Regions from separate parts of the Zea mays genome. Here all the other regions are linked to region 2. The links are chromatin contacts, called in public Hi-C maps. All regions are on one chromosome and are shown on one strand. Each heading gives the region's core, a stretch centred on a gene start, on an enhancer-like site or on the middle of the called end of the contact. The rest is flanking DNA. Distances are from core to core; before and after follow the strand shown. Region 1 overlaps LOC103653689 (pentatricopeptide repeat-containing protein At5g65560). Region 2 holds the start of LOC542765 (ras-like gene). Region 3 holds the start of LOC100275671.

Evidence for each region. Hi-C and Micro-C count contacts between places; a contact is called where the count stands out from the background.
Region 1: a contact with region 2 is called in a Hi-C map of ear, with 4 times the contacts expected there. The contact joins the enhancer-like site here to the promoter of LOC542765 in region 2. A contact is called at or near these places in 8 of 25 Hi-C or Micro-C datasets (bundle sheath, ear, endosperm and 3 more).
Region 3: a Hi-C map of endosperm shows a contact between it and region 2, with 2.9 times the contacts expected there. The contact joins the promoter of LOC100275671 here to the promoter of LOC542765 in region 2. A contact is called at or near these places in 5 of 25 Hi-C or Micro-C datasets (bundle sheath, ear, endosperm and 2 more).

Annotation. Positions count from the first base shown.
Region 1 is chr4:132,466,964-132,470,507 of Zm-B73-REFERENCE-NAM-5.0, reverse strand. LOC103653689 (pentatricopeptide repeat-containing protein At5g65560) reads left to right here. Exons shown (of 6, transcript XM_008680517.2): 3 at 1,963-3,544. Among protein-coding and RNA genes, the nearest start is that of LOC103653689, 17 kb to the left of the region's middle. Within about 2 kb of position 2,032, at least 8 of the 20 cell types and tissues checked have an H3K27ac peak or open chromatin away from gene starts, as enhancers often do. A contact at or near this core is called in ear, where this site is marked.
Region 2 is chr4:132,642,552-132,646,031 of Zm-B73-REFERENCE-NAM-5.0, reverse strand. It overlaps LOC542765 (ras-like gene), which reads right to left and starts at 1,788. Exons shown (of 6, transcript NM_001112273.1): 1 at 1,682-1,788; 2 at 1,375-1,514; 3 at 326-408; 4 at 24-228. The coding sequence starts at 1,727.
Region 3 is chr4:132,894,090-132,897,669 of Zm-B73-REFERENCE-NAM-5.0, reverse strand. LOC100275671 reads left to right here and starts at 1,870. Exons shown (of 1, transcript NM_001149701.2): 1 at 1,870-2,620. The coding sequence starts at 2,194. The coding sequence ends at 2,514.

The DNA.
Region 1 (3,544 bases), core at 783-3,282, 180 kb after region 2:
ACAAGTCTTTTGCAACAGTTTTAGTGAAGAGAGTAGGATCGGCCTTTCCGACTTGGAAGCCATTAGTGATAAGGAAGTCTCTTAGGCATTCATACCATGCTCTTGGGGCTTGCTTAAGCCCATAAAGCGCCTTTGAGAGCTTATACACATGGTTAGGGTACTCACTATCTTCAAAGTCGGGAGGTTGCTCAACATAGACCTCTTCCTTGATAGGGCCATTGAGGAAGGCACTTTTCACATCCATTTGATAAAGCTTAAAGCCATGGTAAGTAGCATAGGCAAGTAATATACGAATTGACTCAAGCCTAGCTAAGGGTGCATAAGTTTCATCAAAATCCAAACCTTTGACTTGTTAGTAACCTTTTGCAACAAGTCGGGCTTTGTTCCTTGTCACCACACCATGCTCATCTTGCTTGTTGCGGAATACCATTTGGTACCTACAACATTTTGGTTAGGACGCGGAACTAAATACCATACCTCATTCCTCGTGAAGTTGTTAAGCTCCTCTTGCATTGCCACCACCTAGTCCGGATCTCTTAATGCATCCTCTATCCTGTATGGCTCAATAGAAGACACAAAAGTGTAATGTTCACATAAATGAGCAACTCGAGATCTAGTGGTTACCCCTTATGAATATCACTGAGTATGGAGTTGACGGGGTGATCTGTTTGAATTGCTTGGTGGACTCTTAGGTGTGGCGATCTTTGATCCTGAATCTCTTGTTCATCTTCCTTGTCTTCATTATCATCTTCATCTCCCCCTTGATCAATGTCTTGATCTTCATCCTCTTCTTCTTCAGCCTTATTCTCATCTGGAGTTGATGGAGATGCTTGCATGGAAGATGATGGTTGATCTTGTGCTTGTGTGGGCTCCTCGGATTCTTTTGGACACACGTCACCAATGGACATGTTCCTTAGTGCGATGCACGAAGCCTCTTCATCATCTAATTCGTCAAGATCAACTTGCTCCACTTGGGAGCCATTAGTCTCATCAAACACAATGTCACAAGAAACTTCAACTAATCTCGTGGATTTGCTGAAGACTCTATATGCCCTTGTGTTTGAGTCATAACCTTGTAAAAAGCCTTCTATTGCTTTAGGAGCAAATTTAGAACTTCTACCTCTCTTAATAAGAATAAAGCATTTGCTCTCAAAGACTCTAAAATAAGAAACATTGAGCTTTTTACCAGTAAGGAGTTCATACGATGTCTTCTTGAGGATTCTGTGAAGGTATAATCCGTTGATGGAGTAGCAGGCTGTGTTAATCGCCTCCGCCCAAAACTAGTCCGGTGTCTTGCAGATCTCACACCATAGAGACTTTGAGCAGTCCCTAGCGTGGTGACCCTCTTTCCCACAGATCTGGTAGAAAAATCTCCTCCCAAAATCACGATCTACCACTGGTGAAGGGATCATAGCATTAGGGTTACCTTGCACCATCATCTCTCTAGTTGATGATGAGCCTGCGAAATCGCCTTTGGGGTCAATCCTCCTTGGAGGTGGCTTCAAGCGCCAGCTCAAATTCCTATTCCTTCCTCAATGCTGCTGCTCTTGGGTATTCTCCTTGTTATTGCCTCTCTCCCATTTATGAGTGCACCCTTTCGCCTCCATCTTTTCGGACGTCAGCGATGATCGAGCACCATTAGATCTGAGATGAGGCCACTCCTCACACCCTGAGGGAGGGCGACGTTGAACCCACTGCCAGCCTCCGTGGAAACTAGCACGTGCAGAAGAAGAAATCGTCCAGAGCGAGAAGAAAGCGACGAGGTGAGGGAGAGCTAACCTGCCAATTAGGTCAAGCGACTCCACCCTCGTGTGGACACAAAACCTGCCGGAGCTCCGCCGAGGTCCAACGACATCGACAACACCACCACACGCTTTGGCTGGAGAACCTTGGACTTCATATTTGTTCGTGAGAAATTTGTAATTTTGAGACTCTCAATTTTGGCTTCGTATCGAGGGCTAGGAAGTCCAGTCGAACTGCACGTCTGCACATGAGATCCCCAACAATTGTGACGGCGCCGTGCCGGCGTCGCTAATTCTCGACGTGCAAACGAATCCCCCCGGTGGCCCGGTCGTCATCGTCACCGCCGCTTCCACCACCAGCTCATCCATCTCCGGCATTCCCCGCAACGTCTCCACCCCCCCCATGGCATCCCCTCCGCCCTCTCCATCTCCCGCCGCGCTCATCGCGCATCTCGCCGCTGTGCTCTCCTCCCCGGACTGGCGCTTCCACCCCTCGCTCCCGCAACTCCCTGCCCTCCTCGCGCCGTCCCTACCCCGCACACTCCTCGTCCCGTTGCCGCTCCGCCTCGCGGCCGCAGTCGCCCGCGCCGCCGCGCCGTCCCGCCACCTCCTCGACATCTCACTCCCGGTCGTGCTCCGCCTCCACGCCCTCTCCCCGCCGCCGCTCCGTCCATTCTTCGACCGTCCCTTCCGCTCCCTCCTCACCCACTTCTCCCGCTACGCGCTGACGCCGCTCATGCTCCGGCTGTTCGCCCACATGTACCGCCACGCCCCGCCTGCACCCACGGGTGCTACCTACAATGCACTCATCCGTGCCCTCTGCCGCCGCGCCGATCTCCGCCACGCCCAACGGTACCTCAGCCTCATGGTCCGCTCCGGTTGGCGCCCCGACGCTTTCACGTTCAACTCTTTGATATTGGGTTACTGTCGCACGCAGCAGCTGGAAGTGGCCCATGACTTGTTCTGCAAAATGCCGTTCAGAGGATTCTCACAAGATGCGGTTTCTTACGCTGCTCTGATCGAAGGATTTTGTGAGGCAGGCAGGATCGATGAGGCACTGGAGTTGTTCAGGGAAATGACGCAACCAGACATGTACACACACGCGGCCTTGGTAAAGGGGCTGTGTGATGCCGGAAGAGGAGAGGAGGGTCTATGTATGCTGCAGAAGATGAAGGAGCTGGGATGGAGGCCAACCACTCGTGCATATGCAGCACTGGTCGATTTATGGTGTAGGGAGCAGAAGGCTGAAGAGGCTGAGAAAATACTGAATGAGATGTTTGACAGTGGGTTGATGCCTTGTGTTGTAACATGCACAATTGTCGTGAATGCCTACTGCAGGGAGGGGAGGATGAGTGGTGCAGTGAGGGTGTTTGAATCCATGAGGTTTAAAGGGTGTGAACCAAATGTCTGGACATACAATGCAATTGTGCAAGGTTTCTGTAATGCTGGGAAAGTGTACAAAGCAATGGCTTTGTTGGACCAGATGAGAGAATGTGGAGTAGAGCCAGATGTTGTGACATACAATTTGTTGATTCGAGGCCAGTGCATTGATGGTCATATAGGAAGCGCTTTCAGATTACTCCGTTTGATGGAAGGAAATGGTTTAGCTGCTGATCAGTACACTTACAATGTGTTGATTGATGCTCTGTGTAAGACTGGGAAAGTTGATGAAGCTTGCTCTCTTTTTGATGGCCTAGAATATAGAGGCATAAGACCTAATTCTGTGACATTCAATACGGTGATAAATGGGTTATGCAAGGCTGGTAAATTCGATGTTGCGTGCACATTTTTGGAAAATATGA
Region 2 (3,480 bases), core at 539-3,038:
TAGTAGGTCTAAAAAAAATTCACCTCCTCGACGTTTTGTGCAGTTTTAGCAGATGCCTCCATAAAAACCAGACCATGCTCCTTGGCAAACTGTTCGCCTTCCTCATAGCTGACAGCACGCCTATGAGAAAGGTCACATTTGTTTCCAATCAGCATCACTGTCATGTTAGCATTTGCATGTTGCCTGGCATCTTCTAGCCAACTTGCGAGATGATTGAAGGTCTCCCTCCTGAAGTTGGGTGACCCAAACGTAAGAATCATTAGTGATTGTAAATGCCAAAATAAGATGCATATAATATAACCAAACAAAACCATATAACTAGTACCTAGTGATATCATAAACCAAAAGGGCTCCAGCAGCTCCTCTGTAGTATGACCTAGTAATAGATCTGAATGATTCTTGGCCAGCCTGAAATTCAAGTCATAATCAATTGAGAATATAACGCTTCATGACATCACACTCAACAGAAGTAGTGGTGAATGTGTTGTGGTTGTAGTTCATTAAAACCATACTCCTAAGCAAAAAAATAAAAATAATAACATGAACATACTACATGATGAACAAACCAAACAATTATAAGGATGAACAGATTCTGAAACTCGAACTAATATGGGAAATGCTAATAAAAATGCTTTACATGTTACAGTACCCTGGTTACAAACTTACAAGTGTTAAATTCTTGAAAACGTGTAGCCAGACCATTGGAGCAATTACCGAAGATATCTTTGCAAACAGAAGTGTTGCAATTACACTAAGTTGAGATAAATATAGGTCCAATTGTCTAAGAGGAGATATTTTCTTACATCACTGTATAATTTCCTTAAGTTTGTATTGATAAGTATGAATGAAATCAGCAACATACTTGCAATTTAGAACGCACGAGACTGGTTCTTTTGGTACTGCCAGCAGTATTCCATACGAAAACATGGATTAATAACATATAATCAGACTAGACTAAAGCCTGTTAGCTTGTTGGAGTCTGGTGCTTTGTCACTACCTCGACATATGCTGGTTGATTTGATAGTTGGTGACCTAAGTTTGGGATTTTTTTTTGGTAAGCCAGCAGTATGACCGAGACATATATACGACCTTATGCAAGAGGATAACACAATTTTGCACAAAGTGGCTGGATGTTGCAGAACTGCCAGGGTCTGTGATTCAAAAATCTCTAGATTATCAAGCCAGTGCAGCAAAACGCAAGAGGAACATAAATGGCATCAGCAATTAAGGATCCCAAAAATGTTCGCGTTGTTTCTGAAACAATTCGAAATTCCTACAGCCATCGTTGCTTGAAACTGCTAACCTCGTACGCAACCTAAACAACACCATGAAGAGGGCAGGAAAAAACGAACGGAAGAGAGGAGCAGGACGGACCGTGTCCCAAATCTGGAGTTTGATGGGCTTGTTGTCGATGGTGATCATGCGGGCGCCAAATTCAACGCCGATGGTGAGATCGTGCACGGGCTGGAAGCGCTTATCCGTGAACTGCAGCAGCAGGCATGACTTCCCCACGCCTGCAACACAACCAACCAACCGATCGATCAATCGCCGCTCGTATGTACCAACACCGATGAGCAGATGACAGCAGATCCCCAGCCGCGTGGATCCAATCTCCCCCCGCGCGGGGCGGGGCGGCGGGGATCAGAGTGGCAGCGGATTCGGGAGCGAGGGGGCGACGGACCTGTGTCGCCGATGATGATGTACTTGAAGAGGTAGGCGTACGACATCCTCGATCAATAGTGTGAGGTCGGTTGGCCCCGGCGGCGAGTTCCGGAGGATTCGGCTCGATCCTGCTTCCTGCGTCGTTGGGGACTAGAGGGCTGGAGGATTTCCGGGTTGTCAAGGCCGAACGAGAACAGGGCAAGCAAAACGTAACTGACGCGACAGCTAATGGCAACGCGTCCCGTCCAGTGCTCCAAATCAGGATTCCTCGCTGGCTGGGCGGTGGGCTCTGGCCAAATGGCGCGCGGTTTTGCCTAACCGCTCTAGAAGTGGATCTTGAAAAAAAATAGAGTTTATATTGTACTCCCTTCGATTCAAAATATAATTTGTTTGACTTTTTTAACCCTAACTTTAACTATTTGTCTTATTCAAAAAATCATAAAACAAAAAAATTTAAGTTATATGTAAAGTATATTTGATAATAAACAAAACTACAACGGGTTTTAAGTTTTTTCACAATTTTTTGAATAAGACGAGTTGATCAAACTTGTGATAAAAAAGTCAGACGAATGAATAATAAATTGGGACGATGACATTGTTTATAAAATTAAAATTTAAAATAGAAAAGGTGCTGAGAATAGCCTAAAAATGTTGCGTGTATAGCACTATAACACTGAACACATAGACATTAAATATGTGAATGGACATCCGACCAACAATAGCACACACTTCTTGCTCTATCCGTACCAAAATATACTACTCTAGAATCTTTGTACCTTAAATTTAATTATTTATAGCTAAAAATCGATACATATAATATTAAATAGCTAATATTAAAGTAATTATAAAATATGTTTTTATAACAAATTAATTTGGAGCTATAGATATAAATACCATCAACTTCAAACTTAAACAAACATTGAAGAATAGCGTTTTGAGATTATGAAAGTTATCATAACTATCTTGCTACATCTTCTATATTTTAAAAGGTGGCTATTTCTTTCTAACATAATCTTCCTACGTTGTAGAATAATCACTATAAGACACAACATATAAGCTTATTTTAACATTGACCAGCAATTGTGTTCGTACATTATAAACATGATCCAATATATGTTGGAATTAGATTTTGGAGGTGTTTGTTTCGAATTATAATCTGTCCAAATTATATAAATAGATCAAAATTTGTTAGATTATATAACCTAATCAGATTATAATCTCAATCAAATACCCTATTTGTATCATCGCTATACACGAGTTATTTTAACTCGTATGAGCAAAATTTATAAGTCTAACTTACATGTAAGATGCGGAGGGCACAACCCAATAAGTCTTCGAATCAGGCTTCATATCGATCACCGCTTGACAAAAGCAATTCTAACTCGTATGAGCATGAATCATATAAGTTCGCATGAAAGAAACTCTTCATTGTTCGGTATTAAGGGATAGTGAAGCTAATAAATGGGGTAAGATTTTGATTTTTTATATTTAATATTATGTATACATATAGATATGGATATAATCAAATCTTGGCATTGTGCTAATTGGGAGCTCTCAAATTTAAATAAACACGCCCCCAATAACTTTAGCCGGCTTCAGCAATATCCACAAGTCCCGATCAATAATCTCTCTTAAAAACTAGACAATTTAATTACTAAATTAACATTGTGTTTATGATGCCGAGTATATGCATGTATAGTCTATTCTCTAATAAGATAACTATCATAGTAATCACGATTCAAATTAACAAGGAAAATAAGATTTTTTTTTTGCTATAGTAGCGTACCAGTGACACCAGAGTTGTTTTCGCTAGTCGAC
Region 3 (3,580 bases), core at 621-3,120, 250 kb before region 2:
AACATGGCATTAACCAAATCAGTTAGAGTACGGTTCTTTTTTCAACAACCACATTGTATTGTGGTGAGTATGGCGGTGTCCTCTCATGAATAATACCATGTTCCACACAAAAGTCAAAAAAATCACTCGAAAAATATTCTCCACCACGATCAGACCTTAACCATTTAAGTTTTCTCTCAAGTTGATTTTCAGCTTCTACTTTGTAGGTCTCAAAGTAATGCAAACCTTCATCTTTTGATTTTAAAACATACACATAACAAAATGTAGTAGAATCATCGATAAAAGTTATAAAATATCGCTTGCCACCTTTAGTCAATATCCCGTTCATCTCACATAAATAAATTGGAATGTATTAAGTCTAGTGGTGCCAAATTCCTCGCCTCCACAGTCTTATGAGGCTTGCGAGGTTGCTTAGATTGCACGCACACCTAGCACTTGAAACCTTTGACTAAATCAAATTTAGGGATTAAATTTAAATTTGCTAGCCACGAGACACAACCAAAATTGATATGCAAAGTCGTGAATGCCAAATATTCGACTCAATCGAAACAACATTCTTCACAGACTTATTACATGTGTCATGCAAAGATAAACGGAACAAGCATCCACTGTCATAGCTTTTTTCCAACAAATGTTCCATACTTACACATTATATATTTATTAGACTCAACTATTCCCATGCTAGGGCACTAGTAGAAAATACCTCTATGCCTACGGTGAGTTCTAATTTTTACATGCGGTTTGAGTTATCAAGCGCAAGTGATATTTATAGTGGTGGTTCTTTAAGAAAACCAACTGTAGAAATTATATTTCTACGGCTGTTCCTTAAGAAACTGCCACTAAAGATTATTTTTATCCTGATTTTTTTGAGTTTATCAAATAACCTCGTATGAAAAAAACCACCAATATAAAAATTGTAGATTTCTAAAAGTTATGAAACTTTAAAACCGACCACTTTTTATTTGAAATCATTTTGGCCGTCAAGACTTGCATATAAATTTGTCAAATTTAAAATGTAAATTTTGCAAATAACCTCAGATGGAAAAAGTAGCAAAATAAAAGTTGTAGAACTTCAAAAGTTATTCAACTTTGTAGTTGACAACTTTTTTGTTTGACATCGTTTAGAGCCTCAAACAATCAATTTACACTCAGTTGATTATAATATGTGGGCAACAAAATTTCCATATAGAGAAAAAGTAAGTTATAGGTGGAGTGGTCACGTGAGGGTGAGATTGGAGGTTCGATTCCAACCGGGCGTGTAGCGTTTAAATTTTGTACTAGTGGGGTTATGTATACTTTAACTATTGTGCCTTAAAAGGTTTATTAGATATATTTTTATTAAGTTTAAGGAGTAGAATAACTGATTTTTTTATAAGTGAGTGGTTGAAATAGACTACCCAATAACTTGTTTAGAGGTTATCAAGAAAACCTTTTTTTAGGAAATCACATCATCAGATTAGTGCTAGGTTCATTTTTTTTCGTATAAAATACTGTTTAGCAATTCTGGATTCTGTCTAGAACGCTACCAAACATGCCCAGACAGGAGGGTTAATTATTATGGCATCTAAAGGCCCGTTGGCGCGGTCCGCGTTAGATAATAAATCCGGGATGATAGAAACGGGCACCATCGTCACCACCCAGCAGAATCCTCGATCCCACTAGGCCACTACAGAGTAGTTCGTCGTGATAGCTAGCTTAACCTTTTCTTAGCCATGGACCATGGTAGTGCTTCCCTCTCCCCACCACCACTATCGTCTCCCTGCCTTGTCCTCTGCCTCTCTCGATCGTCCGTGTCCCGGCTTCCCCTGCTTTTTCTCCTCTAGCACGCTCCCCTCCATATATACAGATGTTGCCTGCTTTCTTGAACTAGCAAACCAGTCTCCCGCATAGCTAGCACCACAACCTATCGTCCTTGTATATATAGTACTACTAGGCTGTGGTCGATGATGGCGTGTCCGAGCCAAGGAAGAAGACAGCAGAAGCTAGCAAACAACATGAGTGGTGCCATGGACATGGTGCGAGCCGCGTGACCCAAACAAACTACATACGCCTGCCTAGCTAGGAGAGAGCAGACATTGAGAGCTCAGAAGCGTGCGTGCACACGTAAGGATCGATGTGCTGAGGAGGAAAAGAGAAGGAGATCGAAGGGATTATTAAAGTTCTGTCACGTCTTTTTGCTGCCGGCTATCGATCATGTGGAGCCTGGTGCGGCGATGGCGATGGGGGCGGCGGAGGCGGACGGCGCGGGTGGTGGACGAGAGCGCGCTCGGCGCAGACGGCGATACTGACGGTGGCGCCGCCGCTCCGGCCGCGGGCGGCGCGGTGGTGGCGCCGACACTGGGTGGCGCTCTAGCCAGGGCGCTGCTGGCGCTGGCGTGCGCCATCCGCTTCGACGGCGCGGACGTCAGCGCGACGGAGGAGGCGTGGGCCGTCACGGGGTGGCGGCCGCGCGCCGCCGACGAGGTCAGCCACCTCATGGTGCGCGAGAGCATGCGCTACGCCATCTACGCGTAGCCGTATATATATATTATTATGTACCTAGCAGAGTAGGATTATTCTACGTCTCTATAATCTATATATACGTATCCATGCATGCATATACGTACCACTTGGGCATGTAGGAATATATATGCATGTATGTACGCAGCAGGTTGAGACGGTGCATAGTGTATAGAGTACTGTATCCCGTATTCTTGTAGGCGGAGGTCTCTACTAGCTAGTCTACTATAGACGGAGAATAAAAAAACACCAAAAATTCCATGTCAAATTGGCACTGTATTGCTCCTGCGCGTGCCCTTGTAATTCTTGGTCTTCTTTGCCGTTTTGTCATTCGGATGGAATTTGGATTATTTCAGCCTTTGTGTGTTTCTGTATATATATGATACGATATAAAGCATAGTTGTTAGAACTGAATCGGGCATCAAATTGGTCAACTTGTTGAACTGTTAAGAACCGGTTAAACAGCCGACAGTTCTACAATAGTTGTATTGAACCACCTATAAACACTTCAAATCATACAACGCTTTGATATGCAACACATAATTAGCTAGCAAATTATAGTTGATCACATATACAAATAATATGGTAAAAAGAACATAATTATATAACTACAACTAATCTACCTGCTACAGGTTCATAGCACGTATATGTGTCTATCGGCGGTTCTTAGCTCAAATAATGCATCACACCAAGATATGTCTTAATTTAACATGTTTCATAAGTTTTGGTGCTCTAAAGATAATCTATATACTCATAAATTGGCGCAAAAAAGAACTTAATATAGTAATTGAAAATCCACGGTTGCAAAATAATGTTAGATGCTAAAATGAATTGTAATCCTTGCGGAGTGGTTTTTGAGACAACTAAAATTAATGTGTTATTCGTCTAAGTTAAGGCTTATAAAAAATTTTAAAATTAAACAAGAAAGTCAACACACTCATGTTTGGGTAAGCTTACCTGCAACAGCGTTCTCTAAATTTTATCCACTAAAAAAATATTATTTATTCTTCATAACACACTATAAAATATTACATTCTCTATATATATCTATACCATTTATTTCGTTCTCTATATTCGACTC